Linked DNA regions of Ovis aries: region 2 is linked to region 1. A link is a contact called in public Hi-C data. All regions are on one chromosome and are shown on one strand. The core of a region is the stretch at or near the end of the contact, and the rest is flanking DNA. Distances in the headings are between cores, read along the strand shown. Region 1 overlaps LOC132658175 (a long non-coding RNA gene). Region 2 overlaps ITPR1 (inositol 1,4,5-trisphosphate receptor type 1).

What was found. Hi-C and Micro-C count contacts between places; a contact is called where the count stands out from the background.
Region 2: a contact with region 1 is called in a Hi-C map of liver, with 6 times the contacts expected there. The contact joins two enhancer-like sites. A contact is called at or near these places in 12 of 16 Hi-C or Micro-C datasets (blood, hypothalamus, liver and 5 more).

What each region holds. Positions count from the first base shown.
Region 1 is chr19:21,342,333-21,348,185 of ARS-UI_Ramb_v3.0, forward strand. LOC132658175 (a long non-coding RNA gene) reads left to right here. Exons shown (of 3, transcript XR_009597405.1): 1 at 1-14; 2 at 2,620-2,709; 3 at 2,789-2,917. Among named protein-coding and RNA genes, the nearest start is that of BHLHE40, 39 kb to the right of the region's middle. Within about 2 kb of position 2,744, at least 16 of the 54 cell types and tissues checked have an H3K27ac peak or open chromatin away from gene starts, as enhancers often do.
Region 2 is chr19:21,632,219-21,637,766 of ARS-UI_Ramb_v3.0, forward strand. All of the region lies in intron 39 of ITPR1 (inositol 1,4,5-trisphosphate receptor type 1), which reads right to left. Among named protein-coding and RNA genes, the nearest start is that of ITPR1, 220 kb to the right of the region's middle. Within about 2 kb of position 3,328, at least 28 of the 54 cell types and tissues checked have an H3K27ac peak or open chromatin away from gene starts, as enhancers often do.

The sequences.
Region 1 (5,853 bases), core at 1,494-3,993:
CCAGCTGGCACCAGGTATCTCGGGCAACCTGGGCTGTCCCCGGGGGATGACTGCGAGCCGCTAGAGCCCTTCACATTGCTCCAAACGTGGCCAGGTTGGGATGCTCGGATTCTCCCTAGAAGTATGTCTGGGAAGAGCAGAGGGAAAGAGCTGGTTTGGGCAAAGACACATTCCCCACCCCACCCCCACCCCCCTACTGGGCTGGTCGATGAGGAACCACCCAGGAGCTGTTGACTCCTCGCTGGGAAAACCGGGCGGGGTGGCCGGAAGGGAACAAGACGGAGCACCGCGCCAGCTCTCCCCCGGGGCTGCCTGCCTGCAGGCGCGGGGCGCGTTTGCATCAGCGCTGCCAGGACCCGGGCAGGGGCCGCCCGCGATGTCAGCCGCCTTCCCAGAAGAATTCCACCGCCTGTGGCCAGGGGCCAGGCCTCTGTGGGGGCGGGGGCTTTTGGTTTCAGAGGATGACACCACTCTCTCGCTGCGTCTCCTCGCCCGCACTTTGTTGTCATGGAGATGACGGCATCCTGGTAGCCTTGGCAAGGCCAACCCGACCTCGAGAAGTGACCCGGAGCTCGGCCCACTCAGGAAACCACTGGCTCGAGGATGCCCGCCCTAGGACATGGGGCTGCGCGTCCCGGATTCTCCCCTGGGGGTGCCCTGTTGGGCCACCTTCCTAATTCCACAGGATTATCAAGATCTCAAAGCACTCTCGCCAAGGGTCTTAGAAACAACCCTAAAAAAAAAAAAAAAAAAAAAATCGAAGCCCAAAGAAGAGCCCTAAAACAGCACATACCAGACAGACCTTAGAATGAATCCTCTAAGATTTTGCTTTTTCCTTACCTTTCTTTCCAGAGAGCATTTTCTTATGATTCTCTTCAAAAGATTCTCTGGCTACAGCTTCACTTTGAGTGAAGCAATGTTTGTTTTAATTCGCTTTGGCAAGCTTGTGCCACTTAGAATGTGCCAGGCAGAGAGAATAGGGGGTGATTCTCCAAATAGTACTAGCCAGCATGCCTTTAACGCTTTCAACCACGCAGAGAAGTAAACTCACTTAACCTTCCCTACAAGCATAGGAGGTAGGTCTTGTCCAGTTCTAGAAAAGGGAACTCAGATTATCCAATGAATCGGAGGCCAGCTTGGAAGCCAAATCAGATCTGAATCCTAAACCAAGGATCTTAACCATTACCAAGCAGCCTCTCAAAGCATCAGTTAAAATGGTGGCTGTGACCTTTAATCTCTGGAATTAATGCATTTTTACTGCACTGAGACCATGCATTTAATTTTTGTGTGTAAATATATAACAACTGGGAAGGTCAGGACAAAAATAAACCTAAAGAATGAATAAGAATTCTATAATCATAATATAAATGCAGTTGCTACTGCTGCTAAGTCGCTTCAGGCGTGTCCGACTCTGTGCAACCCAATAGACGGCAGCCCACCAGGCTCCTCCGTCCCTGGGATTCTCCAGGCAAGAACACTGGAGTGGGTTGCCATTTCCTTCTCCAATAAATGCAGCTAACACTGGCTGAATACCCATTATGCCAGGAACTCTCTACAGTCATTACCACATTTGATAGAACTCTTTAAAGTCAGTTCTGTTACTTGGGTCCCCACTTTGCAGACAAGGAAACTGAGTCACAAAGGAACAAAGTGACTTGTCCTTGTACATCTGGTAGATTAATATTAATTAACAGAATCGTGTGCTGATCTAAGGTAGGCATTCGGTAAAATCACACTCTGCTTAGGAGAGAATGGAGGACAGAAAACACAAACACCTCAAGGAAACCTCATTCATTCAGACCATTTCCATCTAAGATATATTAAATTTGAAAGCAGGCCAGGGTAGGGGTCCTTTTATTCCCCTGGGGGGGAAAAGCATTGCTAAGCAAGTAATATAAACATGCTGAGAATATTTCTGTGGGACATTTTAGAATTTAGAATGCACTTTGTACCCAGGATCTAACTTCATCTTTACCACACTCCTGAGAAGTAGTCAGAACCAGTCACTTTAGTCCCAGGTTACAGGTGAACTGCAAGAGGCTTTGCAGAGAAAACTTTTTAACTGTTAAAGAAAACAAGTAATCTTTAAGGTTGCAAAAGTAAACCACCCACAAGAGATAAAACGTGGAAGCAATCCAAATGTCCATTAACAAATAGATGGATAGATAAGATGTAGTGTATACATACAATGGACTTATTTAATCTTAAATAGGAATGAATGTTTGACAGGCTGTAGCATGGGTGAACCCTGAGGACATTATGCTAAGTGATATAAACCAATCACAAAGGACAAATTGTGTGTGATTCCACTTAAATGATGTATGGTAGACAAACTAATAGAGATACAAAGATATAGAGGTTATCAGGGGCTGAGTGGAGGAAGAAAAAGGGAGTTACTATTTCATGGGTACAGAGCTTTTGTTTGAAAGAGTGAACAAGCTCTAGAAATGGATGATGATGATAATGGTACATCACTGTGAATATACTTACTGCCCTTGAACTGTATGCTTAAAAATGATAAAAATGGTCAACTTTGTATGTTTTATCACAATGAAAAAATGTTTAAAAAGAGGAAACTGCCTTAGCACTCCCCATTCTTATGTGACCTTTTCTTTTCAGAAGGGAATTCTCACGTGCTTATTAAAGCAGAAGTGGCTTAAACCCAGACCCGTGTCTTAGCTTCACAGGGACTGCTGCCACCGCTTGAAAGTAAGAAAACATCACACCTTTAAAAATAGCTCACAATCGTGCGTTTTTGCTAACTACAGGAGCCCGGTATTCCCCTCAGGTATTCCACATGAGCAAGATCTGTCCGGGAGGGGGCTGAAGCGGCAGTGAGTCACTGGTTTGGCAGGTGAGGTCATCGTGGGGTGACCGTCTGCGTCAGGCGGGCTCCTCACCTCCCACTTCTCCCATCTTCTCCCCTCAGGGGCGGCCAGGTCACCAGCCAGCTTAGCTGGAAGTCGAGCTGCTCCAGTGTGATGTGCACCGGGAGACATTCCTCTTTATGACTCAGTGATTCAACTCCCCGGCAGATGGGCTCATAAAGCCTCCGGTAACCAAAGCCAGCTCTGAGGTCAAGACCCCAGACTGCCAAGTCACACTCTATAAGTAAAAGAGGCCAGACGTACATCCTTGGGAAGGGAGAGGAAAGAGCTTATTTTCTGTTTGGTGGAATGCTAACTATCTAAGAAATGTTGGAATGGTTCTACTTATCTTGATTATCCTGATTAAGACAACTTAGGAAAGTGGTGCAGGGAAAGGGACAGTAAATATTTGCTGAATGATTCTTACTTTGGAGGAGTTCAACTGCAAAGACAATCCCAAACTACAAGTAGAAAAATAGATATTCTTTTAATACTTACTTTCCACCAACCTTGATTTTCTCACAGGGGGACCCAGAATGGGGGCTTGATATATTTTCCTGCCAGTGACAGAGGTTTCATGCAGACAACTATGGTATTAACACAAAAAATCATAATATTTAGGCAGGTAACTAGGTTAAGAGGTGGTAATAAGAAGGGACTTTCTTGGACATATTTGTACACTCATCTAGCAACCATTAGCAGAGGTGCCATGTATGTATTTAAGGTGAAAGAGAGTGAGAAAGAGAAAGTTTTTGATTTATTTATTTTGCCTTTTTTCTCTTTCGTCTGTGTGCTGTTGAGTCAATCCAGGATGGTTGAAGGCACATGGGTGTTAGCATCAGACAAGCCCCGTATTAGTCAGTCAGAGACTCTTGGTTGAACTAGGTTCAAATCAGCTGGAAGGGGAGAAATTCAGGGGGTGACTCTGGCACAGCTGTATCCCAGAGCCCAGATGGTAATGTTAGGGATCTGTTATTCCATCTCTCTCAGCTCTGCCTTCATGGGCCTGTGAGGTACCCAAGAATCTTCCCAGGAGCTCTGGGCTTATATTTGCCTAGTATATCTTCTCTCCCATCATAAATGTCTCACAGGCTGAGAACCTTACAGTCTGAGAAAGAGGTGGAAGCTGTTTCCATAATCAAAGGGAACGGTTGCTGGGCAGGCAAAAACAATAGGTGTGCACTCCCTATGTGTAAATGCCTGCCTGTGGGAGAGAGGGGTTGCAGTGCAGGTGCTGCTTTCCTGGGCTTGCCCGTGAGTCAGCCCTGGGTGGCGAAATGTGTGTGCTCTGGACTCAGCGGACCGGAGTCGAAACTGGCTCTTCACTCGCTGTGTGGTCTCCAGCAACTCACTTTGCAGTAATCATGCTAATAACTACCATGTTTTAAAGGTGAGACATATGCTAGGCATTCGGTCTATTAGCTCAGCGACTCCGCAGAGGAGTTAACATTGCCCCATCTTACAGATGAGGAAGCTGAGGGCCGGAGGCAAGACGTGGTCTACCTGTTGTCACTAAGCTGGTAGTGGGCACTACAACCAAGGGCACTCTGATTCCACATGGTCTTTCTGGGCTTGAGATGGAGGAAGAGAAGGAGGTGGAAGAAAAAGAGGAGTCAGAATAATAAAATGCCAACAACATTTTACATATGCAGTGAATCTAGTTCTCTGCAGCCGTCCCCCACCGCCTCTATCTTTTCCTTACTTCCTTTCTCTTTTTCTTTTTTTTGATCCTGTATTAGGGTCCTGGATTTCCCCCGCCACAAACACATTTTTCCTTCCTTCTTTGACTCTCTCCCTTCCTTCCATCCATTTTTCTTGTTAATTTTAAAGTCTTCACCTGGTCCAGGGTGGCATTTCTGCATCACCAGGGGGGGCAGGATAGACACTGGGGCCTTCTTCATTTTTGCAGCACTCACCAGCCTACCTGTGTCCCCACCCCTAGCAGAACCCACACCCATCAACGCCAGTGTAGCACCGGGGCCTGGCCAAGATCAGGTTCTAATTTCACTCAGGACGCAGAAATCAAGGCAAATGGGATTCTTTCAATCCCCCACCTCAAGCCCGCGTGCTCACATGCTCACTGATCTCTGCTTGAAAGCCCTACTGATTTGTTTAAGCTGAATCTCCCCTCTGGCCAAGGTGGCACAGGTGCAGGGCATCTTCTCTCCCCAGGACCCTTGCCTGACCTCCCCGTCACCCCCTCCTGCTTGCCTGGGGAGCCTGCTCAGAGGCTTGATGAAAGAGAAAGGAAGTGAGCACCAGGCAAGACAGCCTTAGGGTTTTGCGATAAGCTGCTTTAATTTGGACTTGTCGTAACTAGAAATCAGGAGGAGTTGACACTCAGAACAGGGAGCTGGGCTCTACTCTGATCCTAGGCTGGGGAGGGGGTGGGGCTGCCCCCCACGCCCCACCCTCCTGGGCAGACTCAGGGGTGAGATCTGGAAGACTGCTTTCTTGAGGAAGGGGGCTTGGAAAACACTGAACCTTTAGCTTCTTAATGACCAGGTCCTGTAATGTTCTGACCTCAGAGATAGGAAGTCTGCATAGGCGACCGAGCTGAGAGGGTTTTGTCCCCCTCTTTGCAAGCCCCACACTCCCTCCTGAAGGCTCACTGAATGTGTTTGAGAGCGTGTGAGTCATTCTGCATGCCCCCGTGTGTGCTGTTTGAGGGCCTCACCCCCTGCCCGAGCCCCTCTGGCCACTCCCTGGGGGTCCCGCCCTGAGGTGGGCCCCGCAGTAGGACTGAGGGCCTCTGTTTAGGTGCAGCATTCTGGCAGCACTAGCTCACCTAGAAGGGAGGCTCTGAAGAGCAGAGGGGTGACGTGGGCAGCAAAGGGGCAAGCGTGGCAAAGCTCCTGCTCACTGAGTACCAGCCTGACCCCTAGAGACAGAGTACTCATCAACCCCCGTTTTGTAGATTGGGAAACTGGAAGTCCGGGAAGGAACCCGCTCCCTTAGTGGTTTCATTTCACGGGCTTCAGTCACC
Region 2 (5,548 bases), core at 2,078-4,577, 290 kb after region 1:
GGCTCCAGCAACACAGCAGACCTCTCCCGAGGCCAGAGTGCGGCTGTCGGCGGTGAGCTGGAGCAGGTGCTAAAAGCGTGGGGTGGGGGTGGGAGCTGGGAAATGCTCTGGGTTCACAACCCAGCTCAACACTTGATACCCCTTTCATGGTGTGACCCTCAAGATGGAAAAAATGCTCTTAATACAAGACTGTTATTTTGTAACCTAATAATTTCTTTTTTTTTCTATTTGCCAACAGGTAAAATGAAGTAAAGATATAAGAGGTCTCTTTAACCACAAAGATTATTTTATGAAGGACAAAGAGGCAGATGTGGAGAGTTGCTCACTCAGTTCTGGACAGAAGAGCCCTCAGACATGGTGCAACTCCACTTGCCTCAAGGAGCAACTTTCTCTCTGATGTGTTTAGCTTTCTGTTGGGGTCAGGAAGCAGAGGGTGTTAAGAGAGGACTTGAGTGTGGTGAGGGAAACAAAACCAGAGCTCAGGGGAATGCGTTCTGCAGATAATATAAATGATATCATGATCCAAGACTGCGTTTTAACTCCACCCCTGCGTTCTGTAGGCTTTAGGCTGAAGAAGTAAAGTTGCACACACATGCGCCATCTGCCCTTAGTGCAAAAAGGACACACGAGGAAAAGAAGAATGAAGGCAAGTTCCCATGCGCTTTGGAGCAGTCGGAGACACAGATGGAGAAAAGCACTATCATTCACAGTCAGCTTTGGCCACATTCCACCAACATATCCTTCATACCGATTCTATACGATCAGAACAAAAGGATTACAGGCATGGATTTACTACAGGAAGCCACACAGCTACCATCTTACTGCCTTGCCAATCAAAATAATAGTTAAAGAAAAGATGGAGTGGAACTCGTGTGTCTTCTTAAAATTCTCTTGTTTGATATCCCTTATGTCCAAAGAAGCATCTTGAATTCTTTCCGAATGTTCACAGAGTTGTTTCTAAGCACTCAAGAGATCAGTGGTTTCTGGTATGTTTAATGATTGGACTGGTACTCAACTGCCTCCCTAAACTGCTGTCATATTGGTGTTTAATTTTTGAAATGAAAATTAAGATTAATGACCTTTTCTCCTAGAATGTTACAGAAAGACCTCTGAGACAATAGAAAATGTTTGCTTCTTCAAGAACCACTATTTATTCAGGAGGACAATTTTTTAATGTTATCCACTCATAAAAAAGAATGGAAAAACCAAAAACAATGGACGGGTATTGCCTGACAGCGGCTCATGCAGGGACTGGTGCTGTATGACCTTCAGCCGGTCACTGAACCTCTCTGGGCTTCCACCGCCTGGCCTGTAGTTCAAGGAGACTGGAGCAGGTAATACAAGGATTCCTTCCAGCTAAAACATTAAGTTATGCTTGGTATATTTTCAGTAAACTTTATTCCGTAACATCAAACAGCTAAGTTCCCTAAATAACACAACCCAATAGAACACAGAATGATTTCAGGCATGGAGAAGGCCAAACCAAGCTTGGCATATGATTTGGCAAAATAACCAATGGTCTCTATTAGCACTTCCTCCTAAGAGGATTTCAGCTGTATTTCTGGGAGGATTGGCTCTTTTATGGCAGTCAGCCACAATATGGAAAAGATAAGCATATTAATTAATAAGCCATATACGTTCAAATCATAACTACATAAGCTACATAAATACATATACATACTACCCAAAGCAAAGGATAGTTCTGGTAAATGAATGAACTGACTTTCTCGGCACATTTTTATTATCAAAGTAACTTTCTTTTTAACATAAAAGATCATGCTCAGTGACCATACAGTAATGGAGACTATTCTAAGAAAAAGAGTTTGCCTGTGTTTTCCACGTCTTGTCTTTTACCACCTCACCCCACAATCAGTCAGTATATTGAGATGCTGACACCTCCAGTCAAGGTGAGGTCTCTCCAAACCAACAGCTGACTGGCAGTGATCTGACGCTATCTGGTTTTGAACTTGAAACTGACTATTGCCTTCCGTTGCCTCTTCACATTTTTCTAGGATCTTAAGTCTTCCCAGAGCTTTTAGACAAGGTTAGCAAGATCAACCTTCATAGAAAAAAAGATTTCAAATGACTGGCCTTGAAGCAGAAAGCCAGAGAATCCCAAGTCAGAGAATCCCAACTGGTTATCCTAACTACAGCACTAAAGTAGCAAGTAGACTCATGCAGGAGACGTGGAAACGCTCACTTTCTGTACATGATGTACCTACCATTTTACCCAGGGATAAATGTCTACCACAAATGAAGGGAAATTATACTTTGTCATTCTTAAAAAAGAGAAAGCCCGCAGGCTTCCCAGGGTTCCTATCTGTGGTGTGTGTACAACAGCACCCACTCGCGTGCATGCATAGCGGATACACACACGCAGGCATCTGTGTGGGCCCGACACAGGCCAGCACACGACACAGCCACTGAGACTGTTTCCTGACGTCATCAACAAGAATCCTCCCCTAGGCTTCTAGAATCTTCCTTTGAAATAAGATGTCTTCCTTTCATGGACCACCCCTAGCAGACATTGAAGACAGTTCGAGAAATGAGACTGAACATCAAATAAACAACCCAACCTTATACCTAAAGCAACAAGAAAAAGAGCAACAACAACAACAACAACAAAAAACAAGACTGTATTGTGGACCGAATTCTCAGCACAGCAAAGAGAATTTATCATCTCTAACGCCATGAATCAGTCCTTAGTTCCTTTTCACCCACTCCATCTCAGAGGAGGGGGAAAAAATAAACAAACTGCAAATGGGTCTGCAAATATGTTTGCTGCGTCCTGGCTTTCCAAGCCTTTGTAAACCACATCAAGAGAACAGAACATCCGAAAGAAAGCTGAGCAAAGAGAGAAGTTACCTAGCATTTTAGCAGGACAACTCTGAATCTTCACGTCAGCTAGCATAATACCCTTTACTAATGGCACTGGCTTTTTGAAACAAGAAATAGACATTATTTGGCTCTGATGATGCAGTTTCACCTATATTTTACAGAACAAGTTCAGAACTGAACCCAAAAGTGAAAATCATTTTTTAAAAAATGCATTCTGACTTGACTGAATTATCCAGCTTTTATCATTATGGAATCATCTCAGCATTAAAAAGAAAAAGAAAGGAAAAAACAAAAAACCCTCCCGAGATTCGGCAATAGCTTCTCTATGCTCTGAGTTGAGCTCGCTTGCTCCAGGGTTGCCAGTGTCTAACAGTAAACAGCCCCGCTGCATTTATTGGCAATTACTGTTGAAGGTCACACATCAGCAGCGAGCCTAAATTCCAGGAAAAAAAGAAGCTCTTATGTAACTGCTGCCTGAATGTTGGCAGGTGCCCAACCCAGCAGTTCACAGCGATGTAAAAAAGTAGGACACCTCCACTCTGGCTTGGACGTCATGAGAACGCCCCCTGAAGGTGAAATTGAATAATTCTTGTGTTTCTCTTTTCTCTCTCCCCCTTGCCCCCCTGCTGAATTTTATTATTGACAGGGGGCTCCCTTGCTTGCAGAAGCAGCTCTTGGTGGCACGGTGGCAGAAGCCGAGGACTTAATACTGGCAGACAGAGGCGGGCTGCAGCCACCTTAAGGAGTGGGAGCACCAATCTCACTTTTCCGTTGCAGTGAGTCACTAACAGGCTCACCTGCCAGTGGTCCTCGCCTGCTGCGAACTGACCTCCTTGCTCAGGTCCAAGTCCCTAAACTACATATTCTTGCGACCCCATGTTCTCATGATCCAAATCCTAAAGGAAATCAACTCTGAATATTCACTGGAAGGACTGATGCTGAAGCTCCAAAACTTTGGCCACTTCAAGTGAAGAGCCAACTCATTAGAAAAGACCCTGATGCTAGGAAAGATTGAAGGCAGGAGGAAAAGGCGGGGGCAGAGGATGAGATGGTTAGAGATAGCATCACTGACTCAATGGACATGAATCTGAGCAGCTTCAGGAGCCAGTGAAGGACAGGGAAGCCTGGCATGCTGCAGTCCATGGGGTCACAGAGTCAGCCTTGACCTAGTGACTGAACAACAACATGATTCCCTATACTTTACCTTCCTACATGCCTCAGTTAACATTGGCCTGTAATATTGTCTGTTGCCGTGGCAAAACCATAAACTCCAGAAGGGCAGACACTGTGCCTATTTCGGGCACTGCTGGATCCAAAACCTCTAGCAAAGCACCTAGAATGGAACAGGCACTCAAGTGTTAGATAAACAAATGCTTTGAGCAGTCACTGGTGTCTGTTTAAAGCCAAGAATGGGTGGTGGGGTGTTTTCTTTCTAGGGGTGACAGAAACATTCTATACCTCTCCCCTCATCTGTCCTCTTCCTGAACCCCAAGAAAAAGGTAAAATCAGGTGGTAATGATGGAGACCTTGCCTCTTGATTTGCAACACCAACAAAAAAATCATGATCATCATAATAAAAAAAAAAACAAAAAAGGAAACCCTCCTCTTCCTGGTTTCAAATGAAATTTCACTCCAGGAGATAGCCGAGAAGGCCTCCATCATGCACTCTTCCTACAGGCCTCTGACTCTGTCCTCACTTCACCCTCCTTTCTCAGAGCATACACAGAGACTCAGAAGATGCTGCGCTGTTTTTCCAAGCAGTTCACTGTGCCTCTTCTCTCACAACGCCCGAGAGCCCTTTATCATTGAAGAGTAGTGGTCCCTCCCCATCCCGGGGATCACGGCTCTTCCAGATATGTCATAATCCTGGCTCTCGGGCTATTCCTCAGCAGGTTTGCAGTTTTTAGGTGGGAGGCCTTGCCTGTAACGTGGGCCAGTTTCGCATTAAGTTTCTTAATGGAGTTGCCGCAGAACTCCAGCTGTGGGCTGCCGGTTTCCACCCGCACACATGGACAGCAGGCTTGGCAGGGGAAACTCAGGAGCTGTACTCATTTCCAGAACAGCCATGGATGATAAAAGGCGATCAGGCATCTCTGCTTAGAAGGCCAGATCCAAAAGCCCGAGGGCCTGGGGACAGTGTTGGTGTCCCAGGGCACTGATGGTTGCCAAGGGTAACAACAGAGCGGGGATCCACAGTTGCTTCCTCAGGGAATTTTCAAAGAATCCAAGGGGCTGCCAGAACATTCTTCTTTTATAAACAGACAGTATTCTATTTCCTAGCGTATAATTATAAACACACCTGCTCCAACTGTGGAATCTTTCCGTAAGCGAGCAATAAACTCCCAGCCAGGAGACCCAAGTTCTATCTTGAGCGAGCAAACACATCAAATGATTACTATGGTGCAAAACAGAGTATTAATAACACTGCAGACTCCGATAAGGGAAGGCTTTCCTTTCCTGACTTCATCTGTATTTAAACAAATAGGAACTCAACCTCAATACTCTAGAGGGAAAATTCAAATCTGGGAAGCATTTACAACTCTAGGTAGAAAGAAGAAGAGGCGAAGGCTGCCAACATGAAGATTCAGCCTTAGATGTTTTGCTGGCAAACAAATAACCCGGAAGAGAGAGGACTAAACAGGAAGCAGCAAGAATCACTGTAGTTAAAGGGGCGAACCCCCTGGACAGCGTGCCGTTTTCCTTGCTTCCT